Linked DNA regions of Mus musculus: all the other regions are linked to region 2. The links are chromatin contacts, called in public Hi-C and HiChIP or PLAC-seq maps. All regions are on one chromosome and are shown on one strand. Each heading gives the region's core, a stretch centred on a gene start, on an enhancer-like site or on the middle of the called end of the contact. The rest is flanking DNA. Distances are from core to core; before and after follow the strand shown.

What was found. A called contact is a pair of places that touch in the nucleus more often than the background predicts. HiChIP or PLAC-seq counts read pairs in DNA pulled down with a chosen protein or histone mark.
Region 1: a contact with region 2 is called in an H3K27ac HiChIP or PLAC-seq map of embryonic fibroblasts, with 3 times the contacts expected there. The contact joins two enhancer-like sites. A contact is called at or near these places in 1 of 484 Hi-C or Micro-C datasets (nephron progenitors) and 1 of 115 datasets of contacts at active chromatin or transcription factors (embryonic fibroblasts).
Region 3: a contact with region 2 is called in a Hi-C map of epidermal suprabasal cells, with 4 times the contacts expected there. The contact joins two enhancer-like sites. A contact is called at or near these places in 2 of 484 Hi-C or Micro-C datasets (epidermal suprabasal cells and uterus).

The regions. Positions count from the first base shown.
Region 1 is chr13:5,346,333-5,350,195 of GRCm38.p6, reverse strand. No RefSeq gene overlaps it. Among named protein-coding and RNA genes, the nearest start is that of Gm40659, 89 kb to the right of the region's middle. Within about 2 kb of position 2,090, at least 80 of the 459 cell types and tissues checked have an H3K27ac peak or open chromatin away from gene starts, as enhancers often do. A contact at or near this core is called in embryonic fibroblasts, where this site is marked.
Region 2 is chr13:6,028,126-6,031,872 of GRCm38.p6, reverse strand. No RefSeq gene overlaps it. Among named protein-coding and RNA genes, the nearest start is that of Gm46401, 110 kb to the right of the region's middle. Within about 2 kb of position 2,247, at least 67 of the 459 cell types and tissues checked have an H3K27ac peak or open chromatin away from gene starts, as enhancers often do. A contact at or near this core is called in embryonic fibroblasts and epidermal suprabasal cells, where this site is marked.
Region 3 is chr13:5,442,486-5,446,566 of GRCm38.p6, reverse strand. No RefSeq gene overlaps it. Among named protein-coding and RNA genes, the nearest start is that of Gm40660, 11 kb to the left of the region's middle. Within about 2 kb of position 1,521, at least 40 of the 459 cell types and tissues checked have an H3K27ac peak or open chromatin away from gene starts, as enhancers often do. A contact at or near this core is called in epidermal suprabasal cells, where this site is marked.

The sequences.
Region 1 (3,863 bases), core at 841-3,340, 680 kb after region 2:
GGTGGGATTTTAAGCTGGTACAACCACTTTGGAAATAAGCTTGGCAGATTCTCAGAAAATTGGACTAGTACTATCAGAAGATCCATCAATTCCTCTCCTGGGCATATACTCAGAAGATGCTCCAACATGTAATAAGAACACATGCTCCACTTTGTTCATAGCAGCCTTATTTATAATAGCCAGAAGCTGGAAAGAACCTAGATGTCCTTCAACAGAGGAATGGATACAGAAAATGTGGTACATTTATACAATGGAGTACCACGCAGCTATTAAAAACAATGAATTTATATAAAATGGATGGATCTGGAGGATATAATCCTGAGTGAGGTAACCCAATCACAGAAGAACACACATGATATGCACTCACTGATAAGTGAATATTAGCCTAGAAATGCAGACTATCCAAGATACAATTTGCAAAACACATGAAACTCAAGAAGAAGGAAAACCAAAGTATGGATACTTCAGTCCTTCTTAAAAGGGGGAATAAAATACCCATGGAAGGAGTTACAGAGACAAAGTTCAGAGCAGAAACGGAAGGAATGGCCATCTAGAGACTGTCCCAGTTGGGGATCCATCCCATAAACAACCACCAAACCCAGACACTATTGCATATGCCAACAAGTTTTTGCTGACAGGAGCCTGATATAGCTGTCTCGTGTAAGTCTATGCCAGTGCCTGGCAAATAAAGAAGTGAACGCTCACAGTCAGCTATTGGACGGCGCACAGGGTCCCCAATGAAGGAGCTAGAGAAAGTACCCAAGGAGCTGAAGGGATTTGCAACCCCATAGGTGGAACAACAATATGAACTAACCACTAACCCCAGAGCTCCCTGGGACTAAACCACCAAAGAAATCACATGGTGGGACTCGTGTCTCTAGCTGCATATGTAGCAGAGGATGGCCTAGTTGGTCATCAAAGGGAGGAAAGGCCCTTGGTCCTGTGAAGGTTCTATGCCCCAGTATAGGGGAATACCTGGGCCAGGAAGTGGGAGTGGATGGGTTGGGGAGCAGGGGGAGGGGGAGGGTATGGGGATTTTTTTTGAGGGGATAACTAGAAAGGGGGATAAAATTTGAAATGTAAACAAAGAAAATATCTAATAAAAAATAAAGCTATACACTATAAAAATTTAAATTGATATATGATGTCACAGCTAGCTTATACATGTTAATATGCATCCAACTGAGAGAATGAACTACTAAAATGTCTCAGGTAAACAGAATTGACACAGTTCAGAAAAGCGTTTTGCTGGATTTGTTAAGTCCCCTTTGACTAGACATGTAATTTGTGGGAGGATGACTATTTGAAATGTATGTTCATATCTACAACTATTTTTCTGTATTAATGGAAAGATATATTTTTATTTAAACTGTGAATTAAAAAATGATAAAACACAAATATAAATGTATGTATATTTATTTATTTATAATGGTAAAATTTAGGAGTATTTAAGCAGAACTAAGCTACTGAAGACACATTTTAAAAGATCAAAGCTCTGCAAATAAACACACATGATAGCCCACACATGTGTCTTCTTTCAAAGTGAGTCTGGAAGCCAAAAACACTTTTGTAACTGTAAGATCAAATATATTTCTTGCACCAAAACTCATTCTGAAAATTGTATGTTGGTTATAAAAACAACCTGTTATAGAGAAGCAAACTCAGGAGGAGCAACTGCCTTGATATTTTAAAGGTGAACTTATGACAGCCAAAACCTGGAGCAGGAAGATTAAAATGCCTTTAATTTGATCATTCTTTGCCTGCAAAATGCCACAGACATTATTGGTTTTGAAAGCTCCGGAAATATGTCCTGATGCTTTCAAGCGTCTCATCCTTCTCAGTATACTGAGTATTTCTCGTCCCTTCTTTCCGATGCCCAGCTCCACCAATGTCAATAAAGCACACTGTCTGCTTTAGTCTGGGAACCATTCACTCTCTGCACTGTCTTCTGCACTCTGGCCGAGATAATGCATCTGGGTCTCCTTAGTGATATTCTGAACACATTTTTGCTCTCTTCCACCCAGAGCACATACTTCTGGTGGAATTCCTGTTGTGTGGGAGGCCAGCTAAACTGCATTCACACACTGGCACTCCCAGATGTGTCCTTGCTGGATTTATTCCAGTCCCTCTGTCTCAGCAGCCAGACATGTGTTGCTTAAGTCTGATCTTCAGTATCTGAGCCTGACAACCACAGGAGCCTTTGTGCTGTTTATTTATTTGATGGCTGTCTGTCTCTCTCTCCCTTTCTCTCCCTCTCTCTGTCTCTCTCTCTCTACCTGAGTGCGTGTTTCCTTCTTTTATATGTTCTTGATTCCTTCTTTTCTATTAAAATTTTAAAAATGTTTGTTTCCAGGACAAAAAAAGTAAGACTTTTAATGGCAGCCAGGAGATGAGATGAGATGGTGTTTGGGTGTTTGTTTTAGTTACAGGAAGGTCACTACAATTACAACTGCAGGCAGACACCTGCACCATCTGTTTTTGTCAATAAGCCTTTCAAAAGAACACAACACACAGTCATTTCCCATCAGGATGTGTTCTTTCAGACCTGTGAAGAACATTGGCTCACCTGGAACATGACTATTTCTTGAAAGATTTTTTTTTGCTATATTATATGATGGTAAGAATTGGTTGTTAAATGTGAGAGTGGGTGGGTAGGGGAGCAGGACAGGGGGAGGGTATAGGGAACTTTTGGGATAGCATTTGAATTGTAAATAAAGAAAATAGCTAATAAAAAAGGGGGAAATGAGATATATAAAAAAAGAGTTGGTTGTTTGTGAGGAAAAAAGAAATCTTGTCTCAAGTTAAAAGCTTGAATCCCTACTCTGTCTCTCTGTCTGTTCCCGAGTCTGTGTCTGAGTGTGTGTCTGTGCCTGTGCCTGTGTCTGTGTCTGTGTCTGTGTCTGTGTCTCTGTGTCTGTGTCTGTGTCTGTGTCTGTGTCTGTGTCTGTGTCTGTGCCTGTGCCTGTGCCTGTGCCTGTGCCTGTGCCTGTGCCTGTGCCTGTGCCTGCCTGTGCCTGTGCCTGTGCCTGTGCCTGTGCCTGCCTGTGCCTGTGCCTGTGCCTGTGCCTGTCTCTGTCTCTGTCTCTGTCTGTCTCTGTCTCTCTGCCTCTCTCTGTCTCTCTGCCTCTCTGTCTCTCTGTCTCTCTGTCTCTGTCTGTCTCTCTCTCTCTGTCTCTCTCTCTCTGTCTCTGTCTCTGTATATTAGTGATGACTGGGGAAATGGGACAGGAGTTTTGGAGAGCAATCACAGCCATCTAGCCATCACTGTTCAGGCTGATGATTTGAATACCTGAGAGAGACACGAAATGATTAACACATAATACTATAGACGGTAATGGGTATACCACTTCCTGGAAAAGACATCATTCATAGGAAGTGACCACAAGTCTTTGTCAACTGATTCCCATCCCTGGAAATATCCAGTGAGTGAAGTTCCAAAGCCTTCAGAGTTTGGTCAGGCATGACAACTCTTTATTTGTTGCTCTTAACTCTTGTGATGGACACAAAATCCAAACAATAGATGTCTGTATGCATTAGATATTTTTGTTCACATGTGATGTAAACACTACCTTTATCATTTTAAATAAGGGAAATTAAGACTACAGCTTAGCAAGAAAAGACAATACCTTATCTAGCCTCCTGAAAGTTCAACAGTTTCATTACCATATCCCACTGTATCATAGCTATTAAAAAAAAAAACAAACAGAAAATACAGGCTTTTAATATTGTGGATAGGATTGTGAAATCACAAACACCCCAGTATGTGATGAGTGCTGTGTGTAACAAAGAGGCGCAGCCGCATTTCTTCACTTTCCATCCTCAGAACAGTCTTAAATTTTAGCCTTCTCTAGAAGGATCTCCCT
Region 2 (3,747 bases), core at 998-3,497:
CTGTGCACTTAATAAATGGGCTGCTGAGTTCCCTGCCAAATTTTAGTCTTAAATCCTGATTCAGGGGATCAACTGTACATTTGTAAAAGTGGCAGGAGGCAGCATGGTATGCTGGATCTAGGAGCTTGCTTATTGAAGTGGGCACAAGAGAAGAGAGAGGTGTAGATATATTAGGAAACTTTAAGCTAGAGACATACATTTCAACATACGAGTTATAAAGAAAATAGGGTAAAGCTGTAAAAGAGAGTGCAAAAACCATTTGGTCATAATTCTTATAATGACATTTTCTCCAGTCTTCTACCCAGTGTTGATGAAGGTCTGTGAATAAGTTGATTTGGAATACATCCTCAAAATAGTGAGGGGATATTTTCAAATGTTTTGTCCAACTTTTCCCAAATTTTCATCCAAGGAGTGATGTCAAGTCTCAGAGTCTTCCTGGATCCTTTGAAAAAATGGCATTCCTGGTTCCTGTTCTTGAGATTCTCTATTGTTCTTAGAAACAAATTTTCTCAAGAGAGCATGATACATAGCCCAAAGAACTGTAGTTCTACACACACACACACACACACACACACACACACACTTAAATCTAATATGATAGTAGAGGTTTCAACTTCTTCTGGGCTCATGTTCTTCACAGATAACTACAAGAGCTACTATCTGATGCATCACTATGTTCTACTCCATAGTCTCTCAAGGTGGCCATCTTCACTGTATCATGGAACACAGTGACACCACTCCCGTCCTGTTGGATTTTTCAGAGTAGTTATGGCACTTGACTTCTATGTAACAAACTCATTTTCTAGTCTCTGTAAACTCTCAGTTCAGGTGGGGAGGTAAAATTTATCAGCTCATTACTTGAACCATGCAAAGCCTCATTTTAGTTTATTGCAACCTTTATAGTGGTTGTTGAGTGACCTTAGGAAACAATTGACAATTGCAGAACTGGTTGATATCAGCATATCTGTGAACAATGGTGCTATTGATAACTATTAGAAATCAATAATTATTTCATAAAATATATTATAAAATAATATATTGAATTAAATGATCTTATGGGACAGGTACTTTGAAAATGTAAATTAGTGATTAAATTCATATAACTTCTTAGTACTAACAAAGTACATCAAGAGCTTCTTGAAACAAAGTGCATTTGTGAAGGATTACAGCATATCATGAATAAATTATCTAAAATTGGTGTTTGTCTGTCCTTTCTGGTGGGAACTCAGGGACCACTTTACAATAGGAATTATTGTAAGTTCGAGCTAGTCAATTGTCTAAGTTAACAAACATCCATACTATATTTATTTTGGGACCTTTGAAGGCCACATTGTAGGTGTAACCAGAAGTTCTGCAATATTTGTCTTTCTGCTTCGCAGTAAGGAAGCCTCTGGTTTGTAAGAAGCTGCATAGCTACCCCGATAAAGAGCACATTCACCAGTTCCCTATAGCCAGGTTTACACAGATGACTAAGTCCCACCTACTGGGTGGGTAGGAGTAAAATTACAGCTTCCAAAAAACTTCCTTAAATGGAAGAGACACCCTCTCCTTGCCCTCCCTCCTCCCAAATGGTGGAATAGGAGTGATGACAGAGGCTCATGGAATCTCCTTGACCTTATGGAAACCACATGTCAGGAGTCCAGAGAACTGCAGGACTGTAACAGACACTCATACCAATCTTGCAGTGATCAACCAGACCTTACTTTATGGTTGGCTGTTACTCTGAGGTTTTCTATTTTCTACTTTGGCATTCCAGGTAGTTGGAAGTTAATCTGATAACACAGCCTGTGATTGTCTAGGGAGAAGGAAGACAGGAGGGAAAAATATCGGAGGGAAAAGAAAAGAAAGAGAGAATGAGAAAGAAGAGGAGGAGGGGACAAAGGAGGAAAGGGTGGAAAGGAGAAAAGAAGGAGGAAGAGGATCAGCAGAGTAAGTAGGAAACAGAAAGAGGAAGAGAAAGAGAATGAGGAAGGAGGAAGGAGAGAAGTGGAAGGAACTGAATCGGAGATTAAAATAAATAAACAAAGCCAGCAGCCATTTCTCTCTTTATCCCTTAATGGCCAATATTAAAGAAGAGTTGGTGGGGTGCGATCCAGATGTTGAGCTCGATGACTGGCAGAAAGGGGCCACCCCTGTGTCACAACCTCCATCTGCAGACAATTAATAGCTGGCTGAAACAGGTAACCAAAGGCAGCTGCTTTGGAAAAGGCAGAGGCGAATTGCTTCCACAGTTGATGTCATAACCTAGCCGGCTGCTGAAGAGCAACACCGAGGATGGAAACTCTGACGGACTGGATGGACAGTGCCTCATGGATACCAAATGTTATTGTACATTATTACTCATTGGAATGGTTTGTGGCAAAGACAAATTCTTAGAAGCAACTGGCCATATAGTCTTGTAGTCTAATAACATATGTGTCAGCCAACAGACATATGCCTTAACAGCTTTTAATTATTTCTACTGTTTGCTTACTTCTTTGCATTAAACATGACTTTAGTCTTTTACATATTCATCTGAAATCTCCATTCTCTTACCTTGGTTATCACTTCTCTGTTAATTGCTGCCAAGTCTGTGGGGAAATTTTTTTTTGCAAAAACAATCAGCCTTTCTTCAGGCCGAACAGCTCCATTTACCTTGAACTTTTTTTTTTTTTCTCTTCTATTCATAGTTTCTGCAGATCTCTTTCCTGGCAAGAGCGAAGTTTCGACTGCTTCTGCACCAACTTGTCAGTTAACTCTATAGCTCAAGTGTAACCCTGTTTTACAATGATTGCCCTGGCAGCTTGGCAGTTTCACTCACAGGTGTGTCTCAAGGGCAAAGTCATCCCTGGTGTTCTAGGTTTAACCCTGTTAATCCTATATAAGATTATGCAAAGGGGTTGTGCTGGGCGTGCTATTGCTCTTGCTTGGATTTAATACAAATAGCCTGCCATTGAAGAGGAACAAAGGGATTTTTGATGTGGCTCATCATTGATCCTCATTGGGATAAGGCAAGGCACAAACTCTGAAGCTACTCTAAGTACAAACATTTTCTCCCTCCCCTTTCCTGCTCTCTTCTCTCTCTCACCACTTCTACTGTGTGTGTGTGTGTGTGTGTGTGTGTGTGTGTGTGTGTGTGTGTGTTTGCAAGGGTGTGAGCATTAAGTGTAGAGCCAAAGGTTGGCAGTAGATATATTCCCCGAGTGTTCTTTGCCTTGAGGTCTCTAACTGACCCTGAATCTCACTGCCTCAGCTGGACTGAGTGGTCAGCTAGCTCCAGCAATTGTCCTGTGTCTGCTGCACTCTAACACCGTCATTACTGAAACATGGCACCATGCCCAATCTTTCATATGGGTGCTGGGGTATCTGTACGAATGCCCTCATATCTGTGTGATGTGACAGGCACATTTCCAGCTGAAGCCTTTCCCCATCTCTGGAAATGTCTCTACTTGATACTCCCCATGAAGCAAAGAGACTTAAACAGGGAAGGAAAAACAATCTTAGATAATAATTTGACTGAAACTCTCAGGCGTACCTTACAACGTGTTCTTTGTATGTTCTCATCAATCATGGATATGTCATTACCCTTGGAAATTAATAGCATGGGTTCCATTCACTCTTAGACTAATCCTGTGACAAAACTGTTATGACTCATTAAAAAAATTAAAACCCCATGCACAACCCAAAATACCCATAAATAATTTAGAATAATCATGTGATGGACAATGCAGACATATGGAGAATCATGTACTTTTTATAAGATAGGCT
Region 3 (4,081 bases), core at 272-2,771, 580 kb after region 2:
AAGATATAATTTGCTAAACACATGAAACTCAAGAAGAATGAAGACTGAAGTGTGGACATTATGCCCCTCCTTAGATTTGGGAACAAAACACCCATGGAAGGAGTTACAGAGACAAAGTTTGGAGCTGAGATGAAAGGATGGACCATCTAGAGACTGCCATATCCAGGGATCCACCCCATAATCAGCATCCAAACGCTGACACCATTGCATACACTAGCAAGATTTTATTGAAAGGACCCAGATGTAGCTGTCTCTTGTGAGACTATGCCGGGGCCTAGCAAACACAGAAGTGGATGCTCACAGTCAGCAAATGGATGGATCATAGGGCTCCCAATGGAGGAGCTAGAGAAAGTAGCCAAGGAGCTAAAGGGATCTGCAACCCTATAGGTGGAACAACATTATGAACTAACCAGTACCCCGGAGCTCTTGACTCTAGCTGCATATATATCAAAAGATGGCCTAGTCGGCCATCACTGGAAAGAGAGGCCCATTGGACTTGCAAACTTTATATGCCCCAGTACAGGGGAACACCAGGGCCAAAAAGGGGGAGTGGGTGGGCAGGGGAGTGGGGGTGGGTGGATATGGGGGACTTTTGGTATAGCATTGGAAATGTAAATGAGCTAAATACCTAATTAAAAAAAATTAAAAAAAAAAACAAAAAAAACAATAGAGTACAGGTAATGCTAAATTATGTTGAGGGTTCAACAAGTAGAAGCTGCTGTTAATTTGATGATTAGATGATTATTAAATAGATTGACTACTGGTAGCTGTGGAACAGGCATTTGTTCTGAGGCACATCTGATGTGGTCCTTTGGGACTTTTGTCATTTTTCAAATATATTCCTAAGTGGTCAGGTTCTCAACATGGAAACGTGAACATTGGGGATCGTTACCAGCATTTTTCGTGGGCTTGCACACAGGTATGTCTATCAGCTCTGGAAGAAAAAAGTCTAGTAAAAGAAACAGAGGATTGATTCCTTGATAACTCATTGCAGGGCTAGCAGAGTCTCGCCTAAAGAATGTTGTAAGCACTCACTAGGCAGCAAAACATAGCTATCTCATAAACAAATTTGTTTTTAATTCCAGTGCTTGTTCTGTGGTATTTTTCACAGCTTGATTTTAAGCTATTTTATGTTCCTTGACTTGGGCAAGCCACTAAACCAGACTGGTCTAGCTTGCTTCATAACGTGCTTTGTAACTTGTTTTGCAGGCTCCTAAATACATATCATTTCTGAATATTCACAGAGAGAAATTTCAAGTTTTACTGGGCATACTCAGAAGAAAAAATGATAAGAATCTGTCTTGTGTGTAGCAAGATCTCAGCAAAGTGACAAATGTCCCATGGCTGTAATTCAGTCAAAGGTCCTTGGCAAGGGGTGACTTGGGTCTGGCTGGCACATCACATTTTAGTGTCTTAGCGGGTGAGGCAGAGCTTTTACAAGTGTGACCGGACTTTTACTAAAGGAAAGGCTTTACTCAAGGAAAGTTATTCAGGGAAACCTTTTACTTCTTCTTTTCATTCCAGAAACTGGAAGAGTGCTAGGGTGTGGTGTTGACTCAGTCAGTTGCAGAGTTGAGTGTGTTAATGACTAAGTCCAAGTCTAAGCTCAACAGGTCCTGACATGCATTGAGATGGAAATAAAAGCTTTATTTACAATTAGTCTCTGAATAACAATTTCAATGAGTGCCTTCTTTAATTCCCAAGACTGTGGGAATCGGTACTGAAAGCACTATTGCATCTGGGGGAAAGAGGAAAAGTGAAGTAAAGCCAAACCAAAATGGAGGCGTTCCTTTTATGCCATCCTTCTGTGCCTAGAGAAGGACATCTGAACAATGCCCACTTCTCTCTGTATTTCTGCATTATCCTATAGGACTCCTATTTTATTTTGCTTTGTTGTGATTATTATTGCTAAAATATGTTTCTATTCCAATTTAAATATTAACTAGAAATTGAATTTTTAGAAATATATTCTACTCTTATCTTACTCCAAAGGCTTGAAGGTACTTTCTATTGGTCCATGACTTCTTAAAATTCTTTGAGTCTCCACCGTGGCATCATCTCTTGCACTGTGGCTCAGAACACAAGCCAATTCTGAGATCTCCTTTCACGGGAAGCGAGGAAACCCTAACATGAGTGGCCTTCTAGGAAAAGAGCCTGGGCTTTCCCAAAGCTTTCTGTTTCTTCCCCAGAAATTGTATCACTTATAATTTTTCCAGACATCTCATTAGTGAAATGAGTCTGATATATGAAGATTCAGGATGCTGTTTTCCACAACATATAGCCTGCTACACTGGATATACTGGGTAGAACATCTCATGTGTTAGGATCTAAGTTTCACTGTGTCCTGACCACAGATTGTAATCTGAGAATTAGGGTGAAGTTGCAACTTATAAAGACAGAATGAACCTTGGTGAAAGCAAACTATATTTTCAGAGGGGCTTAGGATCCTCATATTTCTCACTGGGATAAAAATAACACTTATTTCCTGTGTCCTTGTTCTGATTAGAACAGCAGAGAGAATGTAAGAGAAAACCTTCCTCCAGATGTGACATCTAATGTTCTTGTTAGTTTATCTTGTACATAGTTGAGTCACTTCATCTCCAGGGTTTGGATGCTGATGGTCTACTTGAGATTTACCTCTCAGTACTATGTGAAAGCTATTGAATATAGTACTCACTGTCAAGGGCATTGCAAACCTGTAGATCATGATCTTGATTTCTAGCTCTGCTATTTCTCCTGTGATTTCAAGAATATGGCATAACTTCTCTAAGCCCTCTTTCTATGTTCTAAAACAGATTCTATTATAATTCTTAATTTTTTGAGGAAGTGAAAAACACTTTAAAGAAAAACAGCAATGTATTTCAAGTTCCTCTTCAATGATTTTAGAAGCAAATATTCCATTTCCTTGCTCCAGAAAAGCTTCCATTTCATGTATACCTGCCCCTGTATTCAATCTTGCTTGCTTATTAAACAGAAATGAGACTTCGTTCACTAGCAAGTCCATTTTCTCTTGTGCCCCTGTGTCTCATGTCTTTTGTTTTTCCCCTGGGTGTGGTCTTTCAAACTGACATTCTCAACTAACCATGGATTCTTCCAGACAGAGATCATATCTCAGCAGCTTGTAAATGCTGAACAAACATCAAACTCTCTTTTGACTCATAGCCTCTGTTGTCCTGTCCACCCTTTTTCTCATTTCTAGTTCACATACAAGTTCCTTGAAATGTCTAAAAAGTTTCTCCCCAACTCCCTATCTCCTCTTCATTTTCTTCTTGTAGTTAACAATTGTGTGTTTTTTTTTGGATTATTTTTGTTATTTTTACTCTGAGGGGTGAGGATCTTTGGCCTATATTTTCCAAGGTCTCTCTTTCTGCTTCATCCCCAAACCTTCTCCAAGGATCTCATAATTCTACTCTGAGTACACTATATGCCACTGAAGTAGATCTCTCTTGGGGTTAATAGACACCACTACACTGCATTCATTGCCTATATAGCCACTGCTCACTGTTCGATCTCCCTCCACCATCACAGGAGTGAATCCCTACACTCTACTGTATTAGATTAGGATTTCACCTTTCCATAGATACATCTTCTTTAACTCAACCTCTGTAAGGGTAAATTCAATTCTTAAAGTAACCCCTAAAGACACAATGTCAGAAAATGAACTTTTGCGGGTATTTTAGCTTTTACAAATAGTAGTTGGATATAGGACGTCTCGTGGCAATCAATCATCATTATGTTAGAGTTATGAAGGGATGTCCTGCTGTTTCAAAGCTTTCATAGTTGCTATTAAGAAGTCCAAAGTCATTCTGGCCTTTGATCTACTAAATACGATCTGGTTTTAATCTGTTAGACCCTCTCTTTGTACACACTATGCTGAAACTTCTCCGTAGAATTATTTGCTGTAATTCTATTTCCATCGCTTGCTGTGAGCTCTCATTGGGTCTTTTTTTTTTTTTTTTTTTGTATAGAAATCCTTTGGCACTAGAAAATGTGATTGAAGTAGTCCTTTGATGGTTTCTTTGTCAGAATTATCTCCCTTTTCTTGTCTCTTTGTTAACTAAAACTTAGACACTCATAATTC